Regions from separate parts of the Sus scrofa genome. Here all the other regions are linked to region 3. A link is a contact called in public Hi-C and HiChIP or PLAC-seq data. All regions are on one chromosome and are shown on one strand. Each heading gives the region's core, a stretch centred on a gene start, on an enhancer-like site or on the middle of the called end of the contact. The rest is flanking DNA. Distances are from core to core; before and after follow the strand shown.

Region 1 (2,845 bases), core at 107-2,606, 130 kb after region 3:
CCCACCAACACCCTCAGTGTAGGGGGGGGATGCCCTGGGGGGGGCCGCTTTGGGCAGGGCGCCCCAGGAAGCTGGTGCTGTGCCCTCTGAGGACAGGAGGAAGGGGACAGAAAGACGAGCTGCCTTCTGCCATGGTGCAGAAAAGCCCCCCGTGCTAGTCGACAACTCGACGGGGTTGAGTGGGGTCCAGTCACCCTCTGCTCCCCCACCTCGGGTGACCCTATGGCCGCGTCTGAGGGCCTTCCCTCCCCACCCCGCACCCCAGCCCCCGTCCCGCCGTTCCTGGCGGGGCTGAGTCACTGGCGTGTCCTTCACGCCGAGTCCCTGGGTGTCCCTTGCGCCGAGTCCCTGGGCGTAGCCATTTCCTGGGGCTGCCGTAACAAGTCGCCACAAACCGGGTGGCTCAAACCACAGCAATTCATTCTCTCACAGTCTGGAGGTCAGAAGCCCGCAGCCAAGGCCATGAGGGCGGGTCCCACCCAGGCTGTCCTGCTCCTGCTGGTGCTCCTGGGCCTCTAGACGCAGCGCCCCAATTTCTGCGTCTGTCCTCACAGCCCCGCCCTGCGTATCTGTGTCTGCTTTCTGTCATCGGATTTAGGGCCACCCGGATGCTGGACGCCCTGATCTCTGTCCTTGGCCCCATCACACCTGCAAGGGCCACATTCCACATCCGGGCAGACGTCTCTTTCAGGGCCACCCCCCAGCGCTTATGCCAGGCCAGTCTTAAAAGTGAGCTCATCTAATTGGCCTGACCTGGTGCCTCGGAAACAGAGGCCAGAGGATGAAGAAGGGCAGCGGGGGCCAAGCTGGGCTGAGGCAGGGCCAGGATGAGAGCAGGGGCTGCTGCTCCCCCCACTCCCATTCCCAGGGGCTCGACGTGACTGTGGGTGTCTTCCTGGCCACATTAAGTGGCTCAGGCCTCTGGAGGCTCCCCCGCTGCCTGCCCGCCTCCCGCACTGCGTGCCCTCGCCTGCCCTGTGCCCTCTGGGTGGACCCACCTCTGGACAGTCTGGCTTTTAAGGGGCCAGTGGCAGTTCTGGCTCTTCCTGGCCAGCAGGGGCTGGAACCGGCCACCGCTGGACAGGGAACCTGACCTCTGAGCCACTTAGGATGAGACCACGCAACGTGAGGCCGAAGTGTCCTCCTGGTGCCGCAACCGCCCGGGCCTGCCGAGCTGGCCAAGCAAGGGCCTTCCTGAGAGCGGCAGCCCAGATGGCTCGGGGCAGCACAGGCCCCCTCTCCCCTCACCTGCCCCAGGCTGCCAGCTGGGTTGGTGCCCCGCTCCTGCAGGGTGTGGCCCCCAATGTCTGGGCAGGAGCTTGACACCAGCGTGGCCATGACTCATGGTGCAGGCGTCCTGGGCCAGCGGAGGGGGCTGGGCTGAGAGGACATGGGAGGGGCGTCTGGCTGCAAATAGTTGCCCGTGTGCTAAGCTTCCGGCCCCTACAATGCAGTGGATGCGGCGGGCCTTGGGAACAGGGCGGGCGCCTGGCTGGGCAGGGGGCAGCCAGGTTGAGACACGTACCACCGAGAGGGGCCAGGGCATCTAGGGGGCTCCTCTTTCCCTTGCTCCCTTAGGCAGTGGGGGTTGGGGGTGCCCCCAGCCTTGGTGCCATTGCCAGAGCAGGCAGGTGGTCCCTGGGGCCCAGGGTAAGGGGACAGAGGCACAAGGCCCCCCCCCCCAGGGTTCCTGCCTCAGCCTCAGGAGCCCTCAGGCCCCCCAGGAGGTAGGGAGCAGTGGGCACTGGCCCCAGAGGTGGGGGATGGGCAGACAGGGCCCTTGGAGTGGGGTGGAGCCGGGGTGGAGCCCGGGGTGGAGTCCGGGGTGCCCTTCCATCCACAGAGCCTGGCCTGTGCTCCCCTGGCATCTCTGACAGCTGGTGACCAGGGCCCGCGCTCTGGCACCACTGGTTTTCCAGGCAGGAGAGGGCCCAGAGGCCCTTGGGCACCCCAGTTCCATGCGTGCCCGACTCGGGGTTCCTCAGGAGAGACCCCTCTGCCTGTGGCTCTAGGACACGCAAGGCCATGGGCCTGGGCGCTTTCCAAGATGAGCTGACGCCCTGGGTTGCGCTCACGCCTCTGCTCATCCTGGGAGGGACACGGCCCCCCCTTTCCTCCCTCCACAGCCTGAAGCCCACCCCCTGCTGCCCACCCTGCAGGCTTCCTCATGCCCCGCCGCAGCCACAAGCCCTAACCGCACCAGTGGACAAGCACGCATTCTGGACACACGTCCTGGGAGGGAGGAGCTGGCGCCGGCCGTGGGGTCCAGGCCTCCTATGCGTGGTCACCAAGCTGAGACCCTGGATGCGTCTTCTCCCTGAACCGCCCAGCCCTTAACCAGGGTGTCGTGACCCTCATGCTTCCGGCGGGGACCCCAGGCTGTACCTGCCTCCCGGGTCCACGCTGCGCAGGGCGGGGTGGACATTTCCGGGGGCTCATGGCTCAGTGCCAGAGTCCTGTCATTATAACAAGGGACCAAAAAGCCCAGTGTCCTCAAAGGCAGATTTATTCCCTTACGGCCCCTGGGCTCAGGAGTCCGACTCGGCTCTCACTGGGCCGTCAGGCGCGGGCGGGCCTGGTTCCGCCCGGAGGCTGCAGGAGAGGCTCGGTCTCCGGCCTTTCCAGCTCCTGGGATTGCGGCCCCTTCCTTTGTCACAGGCTGATGACACTGCCTGTCTGTCATCGACTCTTCCCTTCCCCGTTCGAGGGACCCCTGTGCGTACCCGGGGGCTGCCCAGAGAATCGGGCTATCCTCCCACTTTGGGGGTCGGGGATCAGCCACCCAAGGCCCCGTTTGCTGGAAGGTGACATGTCCACAGTTCCAGGACTACGTGGACAGCTTGGG
Region 2 (2,933 bases), core at 381-2,880, 150 kb before region 3:
GGCTCCACCAGCAAGTGCACTCCCGCTTCTGGAAGAACTAGAGCCTCAGCTGAGAAGCCCCACGATGACGAGCCAGCGCTGGGGACCTGGGGTCGTGCCAGCTCCGCTGGGCTGTGGAGGAGACTTGGCTCCACTCAACGTCCACTAACACTGAAGCCACGGTCTCTGATCAGAGAGGGCCACCGAGATGCACAGCCAAGACGGACGCAGCGTGGCCAGGTCCTGGTGACAGGTGACAGGCGCTGAGGGCAGAGGTGTGACTCGAGCCCTGGAAGCACACCGCAGCTGCCACATCTTGTCTGTCAGGACAGGCGGCCGCCTCAGCCAGCCTCCAGCCCCCTCCGGCTTCCTCCAGGGCAGGGGAGACCCCAACAAACTTTGTACATGCACACCCGGGGAGGGCACATCAGATGCCCCGGAGGCATCCGGCCACCAGGAGCAGTGACAGGGGAACAGGGGAATGCAGCCCTGGCTCTTGCGGATCCCTTGGCCTGGGGGTGGCAGGTGCGCCCAGCCAGGCACCAGCCTCCAGCCCTGCAGGGAGACCCCGTGGGGAGCCTTCAGCACAGCAGGAGTGGGGGAGCCCCAACCGCCACGTCCTTCTAGGGGGAGCAGCTCGTGTTGGGCAGGAAGACGGGTCACTTCCCCGTCTTCAAAATCCTTCACTTGTTTTGCAAGCCCTTTAGTCACCCTTCCGGGAAACCGGAATCAGGAAAGAGGCGACACAGCCATGTGCCTGTGGTCACCCTGATTCGCCTCCCGGCCGAGTGCCCTGCCCCGCGTCCACAATTCAGCCCACGCCTCTCATCCCTGACAGCCATGTGTCTCCTGAAGGCCACCTTCGCCCCATGAGTGTCCCTGCCTCAGCATCACATCCCTGGACCCGGTCACTCGGCCTCGGTCCCACTCGCAGCGCAGTGCACCGGCCCCGGCTTGCAGGCCGCACAGTAGGTCGGGTTTTGCTGGGCTGCGCTGCAAAGCCCTAAGAAAAGGGATCTCACCCCAAGTTCCCAGCACTGGGACTGGGGGCCCAAAGGCTCTGGGTCGGGGGGTCTGCATTCTACCCCCAACCCCGCCCCACCCCACCGTCCTTTCTCCTTGAGAAACTCCATTTGTTCTCCTCTTTGGGTCACTCTTCTGGATCCCCCTGAGAAGTGGCTGATCTTATTTCAACAGCTCCGTGTGGAGAGCGCCAGGGGACATCCAAGCCCCTGCCGTGGGGGCCACAGAAGCCACCTGCTTGCAGACTCACCCACCCCTCCAGAGGGGTCCCTGTGAGGCGTCACGCAAACATAAGACAGGGCACCGCACGGGACAGCCAGGCCACCCCACACAACTGCACACCTGCTCACGCGTACACACCTACCCACACCCCAAAGACACGCAGACACGGTGAGAAAGGGCAGAAAATGGGGCGGTCACGTTCTTGCTCTCCGCCAGGACAGGCGAGGAGTCCCAAACAGCAGCCCCAACGTAAGAGTCAGAAAACCAAGATGTTAAGCAATTCTGGACATTCACGGAAAAACACCAAACGATGACGCAACAGGTCCAGGGCTGGGACGTGTCTGGATCGGAAGGGGACTCCAGAGGCCGGGGAAGCGGGCAGGTCCCGCGCCTGCAGAGCACAGGCCAGAGGACACACCCAGGCCACCGAGCCCAGCCCCCGCCCTCCCCAGCCCCGGGCAGCACCCCTGGGAAGGAGCGAGCTTTTGGGCAACGGCGCCCCTGCGCTCTTTGCTAGCATGTGTGTCACCGCGAAAAACACAAGCAAAAACTACCTCTTTTAAAGGGCAGCTGACATTCTTCCAGGATCTTGCAAGCATACTTCTGGTAGAAAAAGGTCCTTTTTAGCCTGGGAATCCTCAGGAAACAATGCAAAGATTTTCTTCTCAAGGACCAGGCATTTTAACCACTCATCCATTCATCCTTCGCGGAAGGCCACCTTGCAGCTCTGCGGCCTCTGAAAGGGGGACCCCCCCCCCGCCCCGGGCCAGAGACTGTTGGCAGCTCTGCGGCCTCTGCTCTGCTCCAGAGCGGAGTGGGCCGGGCAGCCGCAGGGCCCTCCAGCTCAGCTCCTGGGCACAGGCAGGGGTCTGAACCCAGGTTTCCAGGCCTCTCAGCACACCCCGCTGCCCGCCAGCCTGCTCTTCCAAGCCACAGTCCACTGGCGAACAGGCCTGGCCTCGAGGTCCTTGTACCAAGAAACAGAGTCATATTTTGGTTCTGTTTCTGCAGAGAGTGATGAGCAGAGATTCAGAAAAGGAGGCTGATGTCTACAGACCCAAACTGAGACCCCAAACAGACCCCAAACTGAGGTGTCCCCCCTAAACCACCGTCCACGGCCGCCAGCAGTCCCGCCTCCCCTTCTCACGGTATTTCTATCTATCTATCTGTCTTTTTAGGGCCGCACCCGCAGCATATGGAGGTTCCCAGACTAGGGGTCGAATCGGAGCTGCAGCTGCCGGTCTACACCACAGCCACAGCAATACAGGATCTGAGCCACATCTGCGACCTACACCGCAGCTCACAGGCCATGCCGGATCCTCAACCCACTGAGCAAGGACAGGAATCGAACCCTCAACCTCACGGTTCCTAGTCAGATTTGTCAACCACTGCGCCATGACAGGAACTCCTTATTTCAAGGGTGACTCTCAGAGTTCCTGTTGTGGCTCAGCGGTTAATGAATCTGACTAGCATCCATGAGGATGCAGGTTCGATCCCTGGCCTTGCTCAGTGGGTTAAGGATCCAGCATGGCCGTGAGCTGTGGTGTAGGTCGCAGATGCGGCTCAGATCTGGTGTTGCTGTGGCTGTGGTGTAGGCCAGGGGCTACAGCTCCAATTCGACCCTAGCCCGGGAACCTCCATATGCCACGGGTGCAGCCCTAAAAAGACCAAAAAAAAAAAAAGGGGGGGGTGACTCTCAAGGCCCTAGA
Region 3 (3,197 bases), core at 309-2,808:
CACAGCCGTGACACACCCACTGTGACGAGCGCGTGTGCACGCGTGTGTCTGCCTGCCTGGGTGGGCTTTGTCCTGCTGCCTCCAGAGCCAGGAGGGGGGCTTGGCTCCGGTCCAGCCAAGTTCCCCTGTTTTCCTGGTCTCCACGCCCATGAAATCCTGGCAGGAATTGGGCCACAACTAAGAAGCGCCAAGTCTCCCCGGAGGGGTTCTCTCCCGAGTGGAGGGCAGCGAGGCCAGAGTGAGCGTCCAGAGGCGGCCGCGTCCTTGCCCGCTGTCTTCCAGCCGCCGCAGCCCGTTCTCCAGCCAGTGGCAGGGGTGGGGCCTGGCCTGGGCAGGCCTGGGGCTCCCTCTGTCACCTGTCTGGTCTGAGCAGGCCTGTCACAAAGGGCCTGTCCTTTTCTACCTGATGTCGTCAAGCGTTTCCTGGGCGGAGCTGGGGAAAACGGGCCTGGGGGTCAGGGTGGACAGCTGTCCTCCGGTGCCTCCCTGTGTGTCCGTGGTGGGCAGACCTGGGTTTGCTTGCTGGCGGCAGGGCCGTGGCTGCCGGCCTCCTGGGACACGGAGGACGCTCACCCCCCACGTTTCGGGGGCCGCCTCGATCCGTTCAGCTCCTTCTGGACCAAGCGTACAGGGCTCAGACGCTGGGCAGGAGGCTGTGCCAGGGGGCAGGGCCCGGAGCCCTGCAGGACAGACCTGGACGCCCTGCTCATCCGAGGTCAGCTGTGCACATGTCCCCTTAACCAGCAACCGAGGGACCAGATGCTGGGCGGAGGCCACCTGAGGCGGACGCCCCAGGCTGCTGGTCCTGCTCCCCAGGGTCCTGCCGCCCAAAGCCTCCTTCATCTTGTTCCCTCCGGTGCTGGGAAAATCCTGCTCCTGCAAGTTGCCCGAGCAAAGCCCTGTCTTCGGGTCAGGGAGCGGGAGCAGCCGCGAAGTCAGCAGCCGGGTCCCGGCCGGAGGTGCGGGCGTGGGGACAGGGCCCCGGCTCCGAGGCCCCGGTGCCTGCCTGCGGACCAGCTCCCGGGCCAGACCAGACCGGACGCGGCCTTAGAGCCGCTGACGTCACCGGCCCAGAGGCTCGGCGCAAAGAACAAAACTGCCTGTTCCCGCCGGGCGCTGTCGTTTCGTAGGAAACGCCGGGGGCTCTGGCAGGTGAGAGGCCTTCCTGTTTGTCCTGCAATTATTCGTCACGGCGACTGCGGGCCAGGACGTTAATCCCCAGCGCCAGCCGGCGGCCCTGGGTTTGCACAGCCCAGGACGGCTCTCCTGTCCCCGAAACTCGCCACCCCTGCCCTACTCGGCACACGCTGCCCCTTCCAAGTCCTGGAACAGCGCGGCCTGGGCGGGCGGCCTTTGGCCCCGCGGGGGAGGGAGCGGGGGGAGGGGACGGGACTGTGTCACAGCAGGAAGCTCTGATCCGGGCGGGTGGGGGGTGGCTCGCCCTGGGTGCCCCCCCCGGCCCCCCCCCCCCGCCCCAGGGACTAAGGAACGGGCCCCCAAGAAAGCCAACAGACAAGGGCAGCTGAGTTCTCATCTTCCGGGAGGGGATCTGAACAGACCCTGTCCCTTCCCTCCCGGCCGAGCCCAGAGCTCGGATCTGCCGGGTTTCATTCTTAGAAAGTCAGAGTCACGGAAAGGGGCGGGGCCGCGTGGCAAAGCCGATCTGATGGGTTGGGGTCCGAATCCACTTTCGCTTCTGCCTTTGGAACATGCCCGTGTTTTTGCCCTAGTTTTCCTTTTCCTGAGGGCATTTAGTTTGGGCTCCCGTTAAAATCTGTGCATTTCTTTCGCACACCGCAAGCACGTGAGAGCTGAGAGGTGGGGCTCCGGCCAGAGACCCGGCTGGTCCTACAGGCTGTGCACCTCGGAACCAAGTGATGCTGCCAGGGCGAGTCTGTCCTGAGGCAGTGTCCCCGAGGAGGCTGGATGGGGCAGCTGGACAGCACAGCCCGACCAGCTGGGTGGCCCCCACACCCCTGACCACACTGCTGGCCCTCGGCCTGTGCCTGGAGGTGTGGGCTTGTCTGAGATTCACCGGCCTCACAAGTCTGTCCCTCCGGCATCTCTGCCGTCCCCTCCTGTGTCTTCCAGAGGCTACCAAATAGGAGAAAGTTTGCCGGGGCTTTTGTAGTTTCCAGCCTGGCACCCCAAGGGGTTGTCTCCACGGGGCCCCGGAAGCTCTGTCTCTCGTGGGGTGACGGTCTGAGCCCTGGACCCCTGGCTCATCTTCCTGCCAGCCACGCTGTCTGCGGGTGTAACCATGTGGTCCTCTGCCCTCTCCCTGGGCCCCTGGGTGGGGCCTCGGGGCCGACTGGGCCTCTTGCAGGGCAGGGCACTGGCAGCCTGCAAGGACGCATCTAGGAGCAGGCAGTCCTCCGTGAACCTGCAGCTGCTGGCACCTCTGTCTTGGATGTCCAGCTTCCCGAACTGCGAGGAGTAAGAGCCTGTGTGAGGGCTGGCCACGTGGCGGTCTGTGACAGTGGCTCGAGCTAAGACAGTTGCCCTCAGAGATGGTCAGCCCAGGAAGGCACAGTGTGGCTGTCTGCCCTCTGTTCCTGGCACCTCTTCCCTGGGATTCTCCAGAAACACACCAGGGTCTGCTCCTGAGCCCCCTTTGTTCTGCTGTAGAGGCAGGCCTGGGTGGCCAAGCTGGAGTGGGTCTGTCCTGAGTGTGTCTGTCCCTCCTGGTCAGGCTGGAGTGGGTCTTAGTCACCCTGGCGTTCAGCGCAGTCACTCATCTTGTGAGATGTGACGGCAGGTGCACAAATGGGCAAGCCCTTCTCGGAAACCTGCCCTGCATACCCCCCTTCTGGGGGCTCCCCCAAACCTGGGCATGCTCTCGTGTGATGGCTCCGTTCCAGACCTCTGCGCTGGCCCTGGGCTAGACCTTGTAGCCTCGGACCAGTGTCAGGCTCGGACCCCCAGTCACCATCAGAGTGCCTGGGCAGACATTACCTGAGCGCTCAGCCCGTCCCCCATGCCGGGGCCTTGTGGGGGCCATGTCCCCCCACCTCCTCCAGGCCTTGCGTGCAAAGACTGAGGTTGTCAGTTGTCTCACCGGGGCGGAAACCGAGGCTTTGAGGGTTAAGTGCTGTGTCCAAGGTCACGTTTCCAGGAATGTGGACTCGGGCTTGAATCAGGCCGTCAGATGGTAGAGCCTTGGCCTAACAGGAGGAATTGGGTGTTACTAGGAAGAA
Region 4 (2,872 bases), core at 256-2,755, 180 kb after region 3:
CACACACACACAGACACACACACACGCACACACACGCACACACACACGCACACGCACACACACGCCCCACCTCCCTGACCCTGACTCCTGGTTTGACCGTGAGGACAGATGGGCAGATTCTGTCATCACTATGGAGACAGTGGGTTCCCAGGGACCCCACAGTGGGCAGGCAAAGGGCAGGCCCCACAGACTCCGGGCATCTGCCGAGGGAACGGAGAGAGGTTCCCAGCTGCCAGGGGTGGGGCCCGGGGAGCCCGATGGCCCTGGTGGAGCCACTGCAGCAGGTGTGCTGGGGCGGAAACCACACTCCAACCACACGAGGCAGGCCTGCTGGGTCTGCAGCGGGGAGCGGGCCCTGGCGGGGGCTGTGTAACAGGGAAGCCCTGACATCAAGCCTCATGTCCACTGACTCGAGGGTGCCCAGCCCTCCCCAGCTCCGGGCCATGCACGAGCCGGGCCTGGACGGGAAAGGCTCCAGGAGGCAGAGGCTGCTGGCTCAAGGTGCTCCTGGCGGAGTGGAAAGTTTGGGTGCAGTCAGATCCCCAAATCCATCATGCAGGTGACTCAGCTCAGCCAGAATCCGGCGAGGGGAGCGCCCCAAACAGGCGCCTGGTGGGAGTTTCCTCCCGCTGATACAACGCTCACACCCCGTGAGTGAGTGTGGAGCCAGCCGCGCATGGGGTTCTGCTCCGAGGCTGCAGCCCCCACGGCCCCTCCCAGGAGAGCCGGTCCCTGGATCAGAACCCAGGGCACGTGGTTCTGCAGCATCGTCGTGCTGACTGTCGGGCTGAAAGCACATCACTTGGTGTTACCCCACCAACCCCCCGCCCCGGCGGCCCCACGTCCACCAAGGGGGCTGGAAGGCTCTGACCAACCCCAGCCCTCAGCTCATTTGCTCCTCAAGAGCCATCTCAGGCTGGGGACCCCTGGAGCTCTAGGAAGAACCCCAAGCCTTCCACAGCTCTGGCTTGGTTTTTACTTCCCAGCATTCACTTCCTAGTATGTCTTTTTAGAGAGAAAAACTGCAGGTTGGCTTCGCCCTGTTTTACTGGTTTGCCTCCAGTCCTGAAGCTTTTGACGTCAGCAGGTGTCACTGAAACCTCAGGTCTGAAAACAGTCCCAGGGGCTAAGTGACAGCCTCCTCCACCAAGGAGACCCCAGGCTGAACCCCAGCCTCCAGCGCGAGGTCAGCCCATCAGCCTGTCACCCATCAGCCCGCTCTGCCTGGCGTCTCTTCCAGCAACGGGCTGGGGGACGCCTTTACCGCTGCTCCCAGCTCCTGCCGCTTAACAGGTTGTCAGGCTAAAAAAAGCATCATTGTTCAGGCTCAACCAGGCAGGCACTGCCGGCGGCTTTGACGTCTCTGCCGACTGGTTTGTTTCAGATGACAAGTCCACACAGCATTGCTCCTGCACCCGGGCCCGGCACACACCCACACACGGCCTGTGCACTCACGGGCAGTCACGTACGAGAGAGGCCGCCCAGCCCCGCGGGAGGGCAGCCAGCCCGGGAGGCCCAGGGCCGTGTCCCCGAGGGCCTCTGGAATGTGCCGGCCGCAGGGCAGTGACGGGGGCTGGCTTCCTGTGGGACGCACGGCTGGCCCCGCTCTCCTTGGAGACGGGCCTCTGCCCTGGAACGTAGAACACGCGTGTTGAAACAGCTCTGCGGGGGCCTGGCCTGCCCTTGGGGGCTCAGGCAGCTGAGCCAGGAGGGGACTGGGTCCTGGGTGCCTCCTTCAGTGGCCGGGGATCCCTCTGTGCCACTCATGCCCTGGAGGCACCACACTCTCCTGGCTGTTGCCCTCCTGACGGCCTTGGATCCGCGGGCGCTCAGGGCCCCAGTTTCTGCTCCTACGGGATGGGACGGCCCCATTGCCCAGCCAAGATGCCATAAGGAAGCAAGAAAATCAGTCCAAACTGCAGGCAGGTGGCAGGTTATCAGTAAACTCCTCTCTTGGGGTGGGGATGGGGGTTGGTGTTCCGTACAAATCTATTCCCACCAAACGCCTCCTCCCCGAAGCCGGCAGCTGCCCTGGGGTGGGGTCCATGCTGGGCTGGGGTAGGGGGGCATCCTGCCCAGGTCCTGAAGCGCACCCAGGATGCTGCCTGTCCACCACGCATGTCTCGGGTGGATCTGAGAGGCCCCGGGAGGCTGGAGTCATGATCCCCGAGATGCAAAGATAGTTCAGGTCCCCTGAGTTCCACGCGTGACCGCAGCCCTGAACAAATAGCCCGCGGACCGGGGCAAAGGAGCCCATGGAGGAAAGAGGACCGTCAGACGAGGAGGTGCCAGGTGGCACCCTTTCACTGGCTGGAGTTCCAGAGACATTTGGGACCTAAGGTGACCTCTTGGTGTGGACTGGAGCTGGGGTGCAGCAAGATGCAGCAGGCTGGCCCTCTACGTCCAACTCTGCCCCGGGCCACAAATGCCTGCTGCCACGTTCCTTTCAGGTGAAAGAGCCCTAACCTATTTCATGCTTTTAAAGGAGGGTTTTCTAGGCTGTCAGCTCTGTGCCAGTTTAGTCCGAACGTCCTGCCACCACACGCCCTTGGCCCCCCCACAGTGGACTTGACCGCTGCAAACACTTCTCTGGGTTGACAGGCCAGGGCTGCAGCTTGGCCTCCGGGCGGCATCGCTGGGCTGTCACCCCTCCCCCACCCACCCACGTGCCCGGAGGTGAGTGGGCCACAGACCTCAGGGCCCGGGCCCTCCCTTTCAACATGGAACTGTCACCCACTCGAACTTGGGCCAAAAGTAAATCCATTCCGAGGTTTAAAGAAAACTTCCGGTGTGTTGGAAAGAGGAACCTTTTTTTTTTTTTTTTTTTTTTTTTTTGTCTTTTTGCCATTTCTTGGGCCGCTCCCGCGGCGTA

What was found. Hi-C and Micro-C count contacts between places; a contact is called where the count stands out from the background. HiChIP or PLAC-seq counts read pairs in DNA pulled down with a chosen protein or histone mark.
Region 1: a contact with region 3 is called in an H3K27ac HiChIP or PLAC-seq map of skeletal muscle. The contact joins two enhancer-like sites. A contact is called at or near these places in 2 of 2 datasets of contacts at active chromatin or transcription factors (alveolar macrophages and skeletal muscle).
Region 2: a contact with region 3 is called in a Hi-C map of liver, with 5 times the contacts expected there. The contact joins two enhancer-like sites. A contact is called at or near these places in 2 of 47 Hi-C or Micro-C datasets (epiblast stem cells and liver).
Region 4: a contact with region 3 is called in an H3K27ac HiChIP or PLAC-seq map of skeletal muscle, with 3 times the contacts expected there. The contact joins two enhancer-like sites. A contact is called at or near these places in 1 of 47 Hi-C or Micro-C datasets (heart right ventricle) and 1 of 2 datasets of contacts at active chromatin or transcription factors (skeletal muscle).

Annotation. Positions count from the first base shown.
Region 1 is chr13:206,404,257-206,407,101 of Sscrofa11.1, reverse strand. No RefSeq gene overlaps it. Among named protein-coding and RNA genes, the nearest start is that of SIK1, 60 kb to the left of the region's middle. Within about 2 kb of position 1,356, at least 28 of the 83 cell types and tissues checked have an H3K27ac peak or open chromatin away from gene starts, as enhancers often do. A contact at or near this core is called in alveolar macrophages and skeletal muscle, where this site is marked.
Region 2 is chr13:206,681,893-206,684,825 of Sscrofa11.1, reverse strand. The region is part of intron 1 of PDXK (pyridoxal kinase); the gene reads right to left. Among named protein-coding and RNA genes, the nearest start is that of PDXK, 6.5 kb to the right of the region's middle. Within about 2 kb of position 1,630, at least 21 of the 83 cell types and tissues checked have an H3K27ac peak or open chromatin away from gene starts, as enhancers often do. A contact at or near this core is called in liver, where this site is marked.
Region 3 is chr13:206,534,567-206,537,763 of Sscrofa11.1, reverse strand. No RefSeq gene overlaps it. Among named protein-coding and RNA genes, the nearest start is that of SIK1, 70 kb to the right of the region's middle. Within about 2 kb of position 1,558, at least 48 of the 83 cell types and tissues checked have an H3K27ac peak or open chromatin away from gene starts, as enhancers often do. A contact at or near this core is called in alveolar macrophages, liver and skeletal muscle, where this site is marked.
Region 4 is chr13:206,357,199-206,360,070 of Sscrofa11.1, reverse strand. No RefSeq gene overlaps it. Among named protein-coding and RNA genes, the nearest start is that of CRYAA, 65 kb to the right of the region's middle. Within about 2 kb of position 1,505, at least 40 of the 83 cell types and tissues checked have an H3K27ac peak or open chromatin away from gene starts, as enhancers often do. A contact at or near this core is called in skeletal muscle, where this site is marked.